Linked DNA regions of Mus musculus: regions 1 and 2 are each linked to region 3. Evidence: chromatin contacts called from public promoter capture Hi-C data. All regions are on one chromosome and are shown on one strand. The core of a region is the stretch at or near the end of the contact, and the rest is flanking DNA. Distances in the headings are between cores, read along the strand shown.

Evidence for each region. Promoter capture Hi-C pulls out the DNA fragments that hold promoters and counts their contacts.
Region 1: a promoter capture Hi-C map of pre-B cells shows a contact between it and region 3, with 2.4 times the contacts expected there. The contact joins the enhancer-like site here to the promoter of Ncoa1 in region 3. A contact is called at or near these places in 6 of 39 promoter capture datasets (the 3T3-L1 cell line, the HPC-7 cell line, hippocampal neurons and 3 more), 1 of 15 datasets of contacts at CTCF or cohesin (pro-B cells), 6 of 484 Hi-C or Micro-C datasets (bone marrow-derived macrophages, brain, embryonic stem cells and 1 more) and 3 of 9 other capture datasets (adipose tissue, liver and pancreatic islet).
Region 2: a promoter capture Hi-C map of stem cell-derived epiblast-like cells shows a contact between it and region 3, with 2.6 times the contacts expected there. The contact joins the enhancer-like site here to the promoter of Ncoa1 in region 3. A contact is called at or near these places in 10 of 39 promoter capture datasets (the 3T3-L1 cell line, 3T3-L1-derived adipocytes, the HPC-7 cell line and 5 more), 8 of 484 Hi-C or Micro-C datasets (brown adipocytes, cerebral cortex, cortical neurons and 4 more), 2 of 115 datasets of contacts at active chromatin or transcription factors (embryonic stem cells and heart atrium) and 2 of 9 other capture datasets (adipose tissue and liver).

What each region holds. Positions count from the first base shown.
Region 1 is chr12:4,364,587-4,368,591 of GRCm38.p6, reverse strand. All of the region lies in intron 2 of Ncoa1 (nuclear receptor coactivator 1), which reads left to right. Among named protein-coding and RNA genes, the nearest start is that of Gm51963, 93 kb to the left of the region's middle. Within about 2 kb of position 2,456, at least 27 of the 459 cell types and tissues checked have an H3K27ac peak or open chromatin away from gene starts, as enhancers often do. A contact at or near this core is called in neutrophils, pre-B cells and pro-B cells, where this site is marked.
Region 2 is chr12:4,394,382-4,397,991 of GRCm38.p6, reverse strand. The region is part of intron 2 of Ncoa1 (nuclear receptor coactivator 1); the gene reads left to right. Among named protein-coding and RNA genes, the nearest start is that of Gm51963, 63 kb to the left of the region's middle. Within about 2 kb of position 1,616, at least 10 of the 459 cell types and tissues checked have an H3K27ac peak or open chromatin away from gene starts, as enhancers often do. A contact at or near this core is called in stem cell-derived epiblast-like cells, where this site is marked.
Region 3 is chr12:4,474,831-4,478,804 of GRCm38.p6, reverse strand. Ncoa1 (nuclear receptor coactivator 1) reads left to right here and starts at 1,623. Exons shown (of 23, transcript NM_010881.2): 1 at 1,623-2,033.

The DNA.
Region 1 (4,005 bases), core at 1,207-3,706, 110 kb after region 3:
TTAAAGAAATAGAATTCAAGATTTTAAAAAAAAAAAAAAAAAGCCAGGTGTGGTGGCGCAGCCTTTAATCCCAGCACCTGGGAGGCAGAGGCAGGCAGATTTCTGAGTTCAAGGCCAGCCTGGTCTACAAAGTGAGTTCCAGGACAGCCAGGGCTAAACAGAGAAACTCTGTCTGGGGTGGGGGGTGGGGTGGGGGGTGGGGGAAGTACTCTGGATTGATTCTAGAATATAAGCATCAGTATCTTCCTTGAAGCATAGTAAGAACATAAAACAAGATATGAAAGTGCATAAGTCTTCCAAAACAGAAAATACTAAGGACTATTAAACTGATAAGTCAGGTGAAAACTGTGGGAGGGAGTTGGGAAATAGCTTAGTGGGTAAGAGCTGCATGGGACAATCTGAGTTTGAATCCCTAGCGCTCATGTTGGGAGAAGAAAAGAAAAGAAAAGAAGAGAAAAGAAAAGAAAAGAAAAGAAAAGAAAAGAAAAGAAAAGAAAAGAAAAGAAAAGAAAAGAAGAGAAAAGAAGAGAAAAGAAAAAAGAAAAGAAAAAAAAGCAAGCCAGCCAGGCATGGTCGCCAGTATCTGAGATCCCCAGCACTGGGGGAGCAGAGCTAGGTTCAGTCTAAGGAGTCACTGACTAGACTAAGAAACATGGTTAGCTTCTAGTTCAGGAAAAGATCTTTCTCAAGGCAATAAAGTAGAAAGCAGCTGACATCTTCTCTGGCCTTCCCGGGATGTACACACCCCTCCCTCCACCCATTCACATTCACTAACACAGACAACATAAAGTAGGCACACACAGCTCTTTATGGAAAATAAGATGGTTTATATCAGTTATTGGAAGGTGGCTGCCAAGTAGAAGGGTTAAAACTCAGTTGGTTAAGGTCTGCTTAATCATGTTTATCATGTGCCATATGCTCTTTTAAGTCATTTAAAAATATTAAATGTTTCTTCTAACACTTCTTGGCTAAGTACAAGTATTTGATCCAAGATTAAAAGTACAGGGTCAAAAAGTAACAGAATAGTTGGACTCTCGAATTGGTACTTTTAATCCTATTCCTATACTCCCTCAGTTGTAAGAAAGGAGTCTGGGTGCCCACAGGCAGATGTTAATAGTTCGGATTCTGTTCATTTATTGTGAGGCTGAGGCTGTACTGTAACACTAGTCTAGAATTTAATAATGCAGTCTATTGTTGGAGGACATTTTTGGGTGTTCCCATTTTTACCATTATAAATACTAGGATGAGCCTTCTTCACTTTCCTTACTGCTCATGTGCCTGGGAGAATTATTGCTGGCTCACTGTCGGGTCATACCACCTACTGAGCATGCTTAGATCACATTTTAGCAGGATTCCCCTTGGAACTTTTCCTTTGTATACAGATCAGCAGTTTGTACCAGTTCAAACATAATACATTTGTATTTTTCTAAAAATTCTCTAGATTCACCCAGATATTTTTTAATCTGTGAAGGTTCTATGCCCCAGTGTAGGGGAATGGCAGGGCCAGGAAGCAGGAGTGGGTGAGCTAGTGAACAGTGGGAGGGGGCAGGTAGGGGGTTTTAAGAGGGGAAACCAGGAAAGGGGATAACATTTGAAATTTAAATAAAGAAAATATCTAATAAAAAATCTGAAAACATGTATGAAGAAATGTTTTTGAAAGAAATTGCAAGAATTTCATAAATGAATTTTTTACTCAAAAAATTAAATCTTTTAAAGAAATATGAAAATGGAAACTTAAAAATGTCATTCTGTTGTAAAAAGTAAAAAACTACTTTTAAAATCTTTATTACCAAGTCTCCTGTCTACAGAGGTACTACTAATAAGGCAAGTAAGTACATACTATAACAAAATCAAACTTTATTTACTTCTGAATTATTATATTTTGAATATTAATATAAATGGCTTTATTTCCATTTTATTTATATCACTTTCAACTTAAGTTTAGGGAATACAACACTTTTGTCATTATTAATAGAAATAGCATCATTTCTCATGAAGAGTTTGTTTCTTCTAAGAAAAATCTGCCTTTGCATTATTTTTCCTATATCATCTTTTCTAAAATGTATTTGGTAAAAAAAATTAATAAGAATAGTATGGAATCATAATTTTACGCTACTGAAAACTGTTACTATTTCCACAAGGTACTAATGATTGGTTTTTGGCTGCTCACTACTGAATGACAGACAGCATAGTTGTCTAAGCTATCAGTCTGAACGCACCGGGAGTTGGTACTTACCTTTTTCATTTCTACCCTGTGTTTGTTTTCTGCTGCTGTGATAAAATACTATAACAAAAAGACAACTTTAGAAAGAAAGGGTGTATTCTAGCTTATGGTCCAGAGGCCATCACAGCTGGAAAGGCATGATAGCCAGTAGAGAAAGTGTGCGGCAGAGCAGGAAGCTGGGTGGCCATGTTTGTATTCAACACACAGGAAGCAGAGAAATAGAACAGGAAGTGAAACAAGGCTGAAAGTCTGCCCCAGTGACATACTTCCTGTAACAAGGCTCCACCTGCCTAAGGTTCTGTAACCTTTCCCAAACAGTGGGGGCCAAGTGTGATCCACAAGCCAGTGGGGGACATCTCTTACTCAAATCAGCACACACCCACAGCAGAAAGGATATCCTAAGGAAAGAAAAAATAGCTTATAATGAAAATAACCTTCAATCTGTACTAATTTTTTACAATAATGTGAAATGCTTATATTGTAAGTTTTATTAATAACAAATGACTTTACAGTGTTTAACAGTTAATATAACTGGATAAGAGAATAATCCACCGATCTTAGAGATAAGTTTCTTTTAATTCATTACTAAAGCTTCTTTTGATAGCCATCTCATAAATCAGCTGTTGTTAATGGAAGGAAGCATTTTTGCTGCTTTCTCTAAAAGTCAGAATTCATAGTGCTAGCTGTGTGTACAAAGAGGCACTGTTTGTTTTCATCTGTGTCCCTTCCAGTCAAATGCTTGCCCAGGGCTTACTGCATATCACAGCTGCTTAAAATTTTCATTTAGCCAATAATTTCACTTACTAGCTGTTTTGTTTGTTTTTGTCCATTTCTTTGTTTTTTGCAAGACAGGGTTTCTCTGTGTAGCCCTAGCTGTCCTGGAACTCATTCTGTAGACCAGGCCACCCTTGAACTCAAGAGATCCGCCTGCCTCTGCCTCCCAAGTGCTGGGTTTAAAGGTATGCACCACCACCGCCCAACTTACTGACTGTTTGTTTGTTTGTTTGTTTTTTGGTTTTTTTGTTTTTGTTTTTGTTTTGTTTTTTTTTTTGGTTTTTCAAGACAGGGTTTCTCTGTATAGCCCTGGCTGTCCTGGAACTCCCTTTGTAGACCAGGCTGTCCTCGAACTCAGAAATCCACCTGCCTCTGCCTCCAGAGTGCTGGGATTAAAGGCGTGCACCACCACACCCAGCATTACTGGCTGTTTTTTAAAGAGTGTCAGAATGATGGGTTTTAAAATTGTCAAAGCTAAGATGTTTAAGACACAGGAAACAGAATTTTAAATGTTCTAAAATAAAGTAACAGTCATACTTAAAGCTAGAAGTAGCATTCAATACTTAATCCAGGAAACATGGTCGTTTGAGCAGGTATTGAGTATTGGTCCTTTTCTAAATCACAGTTAAGATAACATCAGCAAAAATAAAATCAATGAGGAGTTTTTAAAGTCAAAATTAGAGAAAGAGAAAAATGTAAGCAACCATCACAAAGTTTTTACGATAGGAAACAGCCTGAATACCCATAACAATCATGTGAAACCTAAGAAAAACCAGTTTTAAGAGGAAAAAAAGAAGAGCTAGTTAAATCTGTACTGGTTATTCTTCAGAGGGCTTTTTACTCTGAAGGGTGTGGGCAAGGGCTGGCTGTTAGGGCAGAGTGTTCTGTGGGTAGAACTTGGTGTTTGGAGGTACACAGGGGCAGGACCTGGCCACTAACATGCCTCAAAGGGCTTATACCCCCCATCCCACCCCCGATTATTATTGATAAGTAATCAGGGGCCAGGA
Region 2 (3,610 bases), core at 367-2,866, 81 kb after region 3:
ACCACCCTCAACACACACACACACACACACACACTCCCTCTCTCCCTCCCTCCCTGCCCCCCAACTCCCTCCTTCCCTCCTTCCCTGGAGAACAGGGAGGAAGATGATCTTTTTTTTTAATCTCACTAAATGTGTGTGTGTGTGTGTATGTATATGTGTGTGTGTGTGTGTTTGTATATTCACACACATATACTTTTAAAATTGGTACATATAGAATAAAACTTCTGTCATTAACCAAATCATTTCTCATTAAAGTCATTCTGGACTTATTTTTTTATATGTTGAAGCAGAACTTGCTAGATTATGAAGAATCATGAAGATGAATTTTGGTGAGCTAATGGGAATGTTCATGGTAGCAATCACATGGGTGATTTTTTATGGTTACAACTCTTTGTTCTGTACATTTAAATTGGGTATGTTTATTGTGTAATAATTACTTAGATAACATTAAAATGGTGTGTGAAATCACACTTCTTCCAAATTTTCATTTTAAGAACTGAATTCCCAAGGAAGTAGTTTTCAGTTATCCATTACCAAATATGAAAGTAAGCATAAATCATGTAAGAGAGGCCAGAATCTATAAAGTCCAGGCTTTCATAGAACTGACTTTTTAGTGGAAGAGACAGATAAAGAATGTAAAATATGTAACTTCAGGTAATTGAGTCTTTTTTTTGTTTTTACTTTTTATTTATTTATTTTTTACTAGATATTTTCTTTATATACATTTCAAATGCTATCCCAAAAGTTCCCCATACCCTCCCTCCACCCCTACCCACCCACTCTCGCTTCTTGGCCCTGGCGTTCCCCTGTATTGGGGTATATAAAGTTTGCAATACCAAGGGGCCTCTCTTCCCAGTGATGGCCGACTAGGTCATATTCTGCTACATATGCAGCTAGAGACACGAGCTCTAGGGGTACTGGTTAGTTCATATTGTTGTTCCACCTATAGGGCTGCAGACTCCTTCAGCTCCTTGGGAGCTTATTCTAGCTTCTCCATTGGGGGCCCTGTGTTCCATCCAATAGCTGACCGTGAGCATCCACTTCTGTATTTGCCAGGCACTGGCATAGCCTCATACAAGACAGCTATAACAGGGTCCCTTCATCAAAATCTTGCTGGCATATGCAATAGTGTCTGGGTTTGGTGGCTGATTATGGGATGGAGCCCCGGGTGGGGTGGTCTCTGGATAGTCCATCCTTTCGTCTTAGCTCCAAACTTTGTCTCTGTAACTCCTTTCATGGGTATTTTGTTCCCTATTCTAAGGAGGAATGAAGTATCTACCCATCGGTCTTCCCTCTTCTTGATTTTCTTGTGTTTTGCAAGTTGGTAATTGAGTCTTATGAAGAACGAGAAACAGATTGGTGTGAGACCTGGTCGGTCCTTCCTTCAGGGAGCCTGGGAAGCCCGAGAGGCAGCGGAGCTCTGGCGCTCGGTCATGCTCCTTTCGTCTGAGGAGCACTGAGCTCACTGCAGTTAGAAGAGCCCTGGAACTTACAGTTATGGATTACACAGAATATGTAATATGGAAATGAAGAGAATGATGTAGCACAGCAGGGGAGGGGGCACTTTTGTAAAGGGAGGCAGGCAGGAAAAACAGTAGAGAATGACTCAGCACAGTGGGGTGTGGGGAGGATATAGTCCAGTTTTGTAAAGGGAAGCAGGTGGGAAACATGGCCCGTTCTCTTTCTTCTCCTTTTGGAACTTTGAAGACAAAAAAATGATGTATTTCTCTAATTGTTCTTCACTTCCTGTGGCTCCCATGATTATGTGTCTTTTCAGATTTGATTGTTTCTATTGATTTGTCTTCAAGTTCACTTTTCATTCTTCACGAATCTTCATTTGCTAATAAGTTAATCCTGTAAGCTTAATTTTGAATATTGTATTTTTACTTCTGAAATATCCATTTGTAACTATGTTCTGTTTCTTTGCTAAAGCTCTGTGTTTTCCATCTGCTTCAGCTGTGTTCATAGCTGTGTTCTGGACCACTTTCCTGTTGCTGCTGCTGCTGCTGCTCGCAGACCCTTCCCGGATCAGTCATGTATTTGCAGCAGCTTGGTAGCAGGATTTACTAATTTTCTCACCTATGTGGAGATTTTCCAGAAATGGTTTCATTCTTTCATAATGAGAATATTTTAAAGACAAATTAGGAAAATATGACTAAAGAAGAAAATAAAACCATTTGAGCTGTGTATGCTCAGTGTTTTTCTCTGTAAAGCAGAAATAATGCCAACAAGTTACTTATTGTAAAAATTTTTACATAGGAACATATGGGTTGAATATACAGCCCTAGCCAAAGAATATGACAGATGTTCAGAAAATATTTAATTTGCTTTTTTTCTGATCATGGCATTTTGAAATTATTACCTCAACAAAGTAGCATTTCAAGGGAAAAATCACTCTTTAAAGAAAATGCTAATATATCTCCCCTCCCCCACAGTTCTCTAAGTCATCTTCTTTAATATAGAGATCACCCTGTTTCTTGACCTTGGCTTAGCTTTTCTAGGTGAATAAACCCTTTGTTGTTAATGAGGAAAATGGACTGTGGTTGTACTCGTACCTTACAAAAGCATTAACTCCAAGGACATTCTATGTCTAAAAATGTAAATTGTGAATTCATAAAGCTTTAGGTAGAAAACAAACCTTCATAGCTTAAGGGTAGGACAGAGTTCTTAGACAAGAAACCAGCAGTGTGGTCTGTTAAAGAAGAGTGGCAGATTGAGCTTCATAAAAATTAAAAGCTTTTGCTACAAAAGACACCATTTTGAGAATGAAAGTACCATCTTCAGACTGAAAAGTATTTTCAAATGACATACCTAGTAAGGACTTGTATCAAACTCATGCAAAGAACTCTCAAACCTCTATAATAAAGAAACAGCCAATTTCAAAATGAACAAAATGGGGATTGTAGGAGATGGCTAAAAGTCAGTAAGTGCTTTTTTTTTTTTAGTTTTTTTTTCCGAGACAGGGTTTCTCTGTGTAGCCCTGGCTATCCTGGAACTCACTTTGTAGACCAGGCTGGCCTCGAACTCAGAAATCCGCCTGCCTGTGCCTCCCGAGTGCTGGGATTAAAGGCGTGCGCCACCACACCTGGCCAGTAAGTGCTTTCTATGTAAACATAAGGACTTGAATTTGGATCCCTAGCATCTATTTGAAAGATTGGGTGTTATAGTCCCAGTGCTGGACAGTGGAGGGAGAAGCATGCCTGGGACCTGCTGCGCAGGCAATTTAGGCAAATCATGTGCTTCTAGGTTCAGTGAGAGACTCTGCCTCAAAAAAATCAGAGGGTAATTGAGAGCTTGTTTGGAGGTTCTATCAGGGGAGCGCAGCTACTCATATGCCCTCAACCAAAGACAAGTTCTCTTCTATTGGGGAAGGTTGTCCCTTCCATCAACTGAGGACTGGCCAATTGTGCAGCTTCAGGAGGGCATACCTGCCTAGACAGTCAGATCAGATGAATCAGCCCTGGCGATCAGTGGGGTGACAGATGTTGCACCCAGATTGCCCTCACATTCCAGAGGTAATTGAAAAAGAATTTTCATGTTAGCCTCCACAAATATAATCTGCACAGACATGACATGTACTAACACATACACACAAAGTTAATCAAACACA
Region 3 (3,974 bases), core at 374-2,873:
GAGGGGAGAGTAAGAAAGGAGGGGCTAGAAACATCCAGTTAGAAAAACCAAGATAAAGTTGATGTGCCCACCACAGTTACACATCAGCAGTTCCTGAAGTCTAGTAGAGACAGGAGGACTGCCTATACTTGGCTCATTTGTAAGCACCAGAGGGCCGGACAATGCACTTTGCACAGGGTAGATGGTATTAGACCAGGAAACAGACTCCACAGGAGTAAACTAAGTAGAGATAGAGACCTTCAAGCACTTCAGCTATTAATAAGGCTGTGGATTGTGCAGGTGGTACTGTAAAGAAGGTGAGGACAGGAGCTAATCAAATGCACTAGGGTACTGACTTTGATAAGAATCAACGGAATGAACACAGGGATGGAAGGATGACTGCATAAAGGAAGGCTGAGTATGGTCTGCTGGCTGCTTTATAACTATGACCAAGACAGGAAGATGAAGGCAGCACAGGGCACTCAGCAGTAGTAGGGTGAAGGTACCTGCTTTGTGAAAGAAGTCACAGGCTGTCTCAGAGAGGGCCAGCGAGATGTCAGGTTTGACTTAGGGAAGGGACATGGAGGACTTAAGGATTTTCACAGGCTGCTTTGGGGCATCCAATGCAGGATGGGAAACAGCAGAAAACAGCATCACAAGTCAGCTAAATGAGGACAAGAACTCAGGGAAACAAAGATGACCGCACAGCACTTCCACGGCCAGAGAGAACAGTGAGTGGTACATTGCAGGTCTTGGGATAAGAGCTGCTTTCCAGATAAAGTGATCAAGGCTCAAGGAGCTGTCCTGTGGCTGCTTGATTCCTCCGGTGACAAGGAACACTACTTTTGAAAGTAGCATTTCCATTATAGAAGAAAAAAAAGGAGGTTAAAAAAAAAAAAGATGTGGGTCCCCCCTAGAGGGAAAAGATCTGTGAATGACAGACATTTTAGTCAATTCATGCAATTGTAGAGCCAGACACTGTCAGTCAGATCTTTTCATCTGCAAAAAGAAAGGGGGCAGATGATCTTTCTTTTCCGTTGTCTAATAGTCTGTGAAATCATCTAGGCAAACCACCTCTCAAATCTTACAGAACACAACACCAACAACAAAAACGAGGCCCGAGGGATGTCTCTTACTCAAAGTAAAACAACTCGCGAGTGGAAACAGGCCCAGGTCAGATTCCTCTGGGATCCCCAGGGCCTTCAGGTTGCTCCCCAACTTTCCCTAAACTATAAAGAACATCTAGAGGCCATAGGTCCCACAGCCCGCTCAGGGACGCTAAGGGACACTCTGGGGTTCGAGGCTTCCTGGCAGCAGAGAGAACTGCCCCGTGGGGAGGGTCCGTGCGGAAAGAGTTCGGGCCTCCTTTCTCACACTTCCTTAAGACTTCGGGCCCCGGCGTGCCTGCGGCCGGCAGAGGGCGCGGGGCGGCTTCACGCTGCGCGGGGCTGGAGGGGTCGCGCTGCCCGGGGCGCGCCGTCGGAGCCAGAGGGCAGCGGGGCTCTGGGCCTGTCCGCGGAGGGGGCAGGGGTGAGGGCGGAGCCGCGAGTGGGTGGGGCGGGGCTCGAGGGCGGGGCGCTGCGGGCGGGGCACGGGGGCGGGGCCGCGAGCGGGGGGGCGGCGGCGGCGGTGGCAGCGGCGGCAGCGGCGGCGGCGGCGGCGGCGGCAGCCGTGGAGGAGGAGAACATGGCGGCCGCGGAGAGCGGCTGAAATGCCTGTTCTTCAGGCCGGGCGAGCGGGAGACTGACGCGATTCACCTCGTCCTGTCGTCCGTCGGTCGGAGCGCGGCCTCAAGCCCTTCGGCTGCAGTTCGCTGCTGTTCCCTCAAGCACAGCTTGTGCCGGGGTGGTTCTGCATCCCCCTGAAGTGGGGGGACTCCTGCTCCGGAGGAGGGGGGCCGGAGAGCCGAGGCGGCGGCGGCGGCGGCGGGCCGCCTGGGCCCCGGGGACGGGCGCCGGGCCGGAGGAGCGGCGGAGTCCGCGGCGGCGCCGCCACAGTCGCGAGTGAGCGCGGCGCCGGGGAGCGCGGCCCAGAGGCGGCGGCGGCGGAGGCAGGTGAGTGGCGGCGGCGGTGGCGGCGGTGGCGGCGGTGGCGGCGGGAGCCTCGCGGTGGGTGCAGCTGTCACGAGCCGCGCGGCCGCGGCGGCCCTAGGGGGCGGGGAGCAGCCGGCGCCCTCCGTCCTGGCTTTGCTTGCTCTGGGACCCATCTCCCGCTGCCACTTTTCTCGAGTTCCCTCGCTAGCCTGGCGCGGCTGCAGGGGGCGGAGGTCGCAGCTGTCACGGCACCAGCTGGGGGCTGCTCGGGGCGAGCGGCGCGCTGCAGAGCGCCGTCCCTGCGGCGCACTCCAGTTGCCCTAGTTAGTGGAGTGCGAGCATCCGCGGAGGGCGCGCGGCCCGGGGCCGGGTGGGGAGCGGGCGCCCGGAGCCGCCGCCGAAAGGGGGAGCCGGAAGTAGGCGCGGGCGCCCCTCGGCCCCGACGAGCAAGCACGGTGACCTTGGCCAGCCTGTCAGCCTCTCTGAATCTTGTTCACTGGGACAGCGAAATGGGGGCGACCTAGGCATGCCTTTCTGTGGGTGCAGCTTTCGACGGCCCCTTTGCCTAGCCTGGCTGCACTTGCCTTTCTCCCTTTGGGACCAGGATTTCGGAGGTAGGAATGGGCGGATAAAGGAGATTTTCCTCTTGCGGCTGGAATTTGGTCCCTTTGGAAGGTTCTGCTGAAAGGACCTAGAAAGACAAGCAGCACACGTTGGTCCAACGATTGTAGGTAGGGCTGGTTAATGGTCAGTGATGGAACTTGAGCTCTCCATAGTCGCTTGGAAGAGACTCGGAGAAACTGGACACCGGGGTCCTCGGTCCTTACCACACCTCTGCGGTGGCTCGTTTAATTTTATTTGTATATACATTAAAACAAAACAAAACAAAACAAAAAGCAGTCACTCCCATGGGCCAGACACCCTGTAGTGTGACGTTGTTAGAGGAAGACGGAGGGATTGACTGTGTGTGACAAGGACAAGCCCAGGTGCTGTGGCTGAAGAGTTTGGTAGGGAGAGAAACTTTAAGCTGGGGAGTACGTTAGCCTTTCTGGCTCCTCTATCCTTATAGAGACACTGAAGAGGCGAGGCAGGTGTCCTTGTGGAGAAGGTGACTTCTCTTTTTTCTCTTTCCAAACAGTTAAGTTTTTAAATGTGAAGTGTGATGTTGGCGAGTAAAGAGTTCGTAGGTGAATCGCTGTCCCAGCACCCGATGATTGACAAGAGAAATGATGGTGATGATTTGTGAAGCATAATGCTTTTACTTCATGAAGAAATCTTTTAAGTGTCTGCATGGCAGTCCTGCAGTGAAGCCCAGACTATGTAGTAAAGTCGTAGGGGTGGATTTCAAGGGTTAAATTTGTTTGAGGTTTGCTTCCTCGCATGGAATTGGTTGGAGGTTAGTCTTGAAGAAAAAAAAAAAAAAAAGAGTCGGCCAAAGGGGCCTCATCTAGCTTCACAGAAGCTGTGATGTAGCAGGAGTGGGGTCGGATTTCTTCATGTTGGGAATAAGGTGAAAAGAACGTATTTGCGTATTTGCTTGGGTCTTTGGCTCCCGAGCTAGAAATAGTTTTGGGTTAAAGGTAGCCATGGGATTTGATTCAGTTTCATAAATAGGCATTCCTCGAGTAATTTGTCATAAAGTAGGTAAAATGGAAGTGTTTCTACTTAATCTCTTGTACTCTGTGGAAAGGGCCAAGTTGGTTCTGTGACCTAAAGTCTGTCCTGTTTTCTTTCCATTTCTTATTCAGACTTAAGGAGCTCGAGAGAAAATCCGAGGCTCGTTGCTTGTAAGAGTCGGGTTTGCAGACATTTTATGTTAATCTATTACACGAATTTAATCCACACTGAACTTTGGTTTATAGATGCAAAGCTTAAATTTTACATAATTTACAGTTAATCTCTTCCTTATTTCTGAGAAAATTTATAGGGTTGTGTCTATAAAATTGCTTTTGTGTGTGTGGT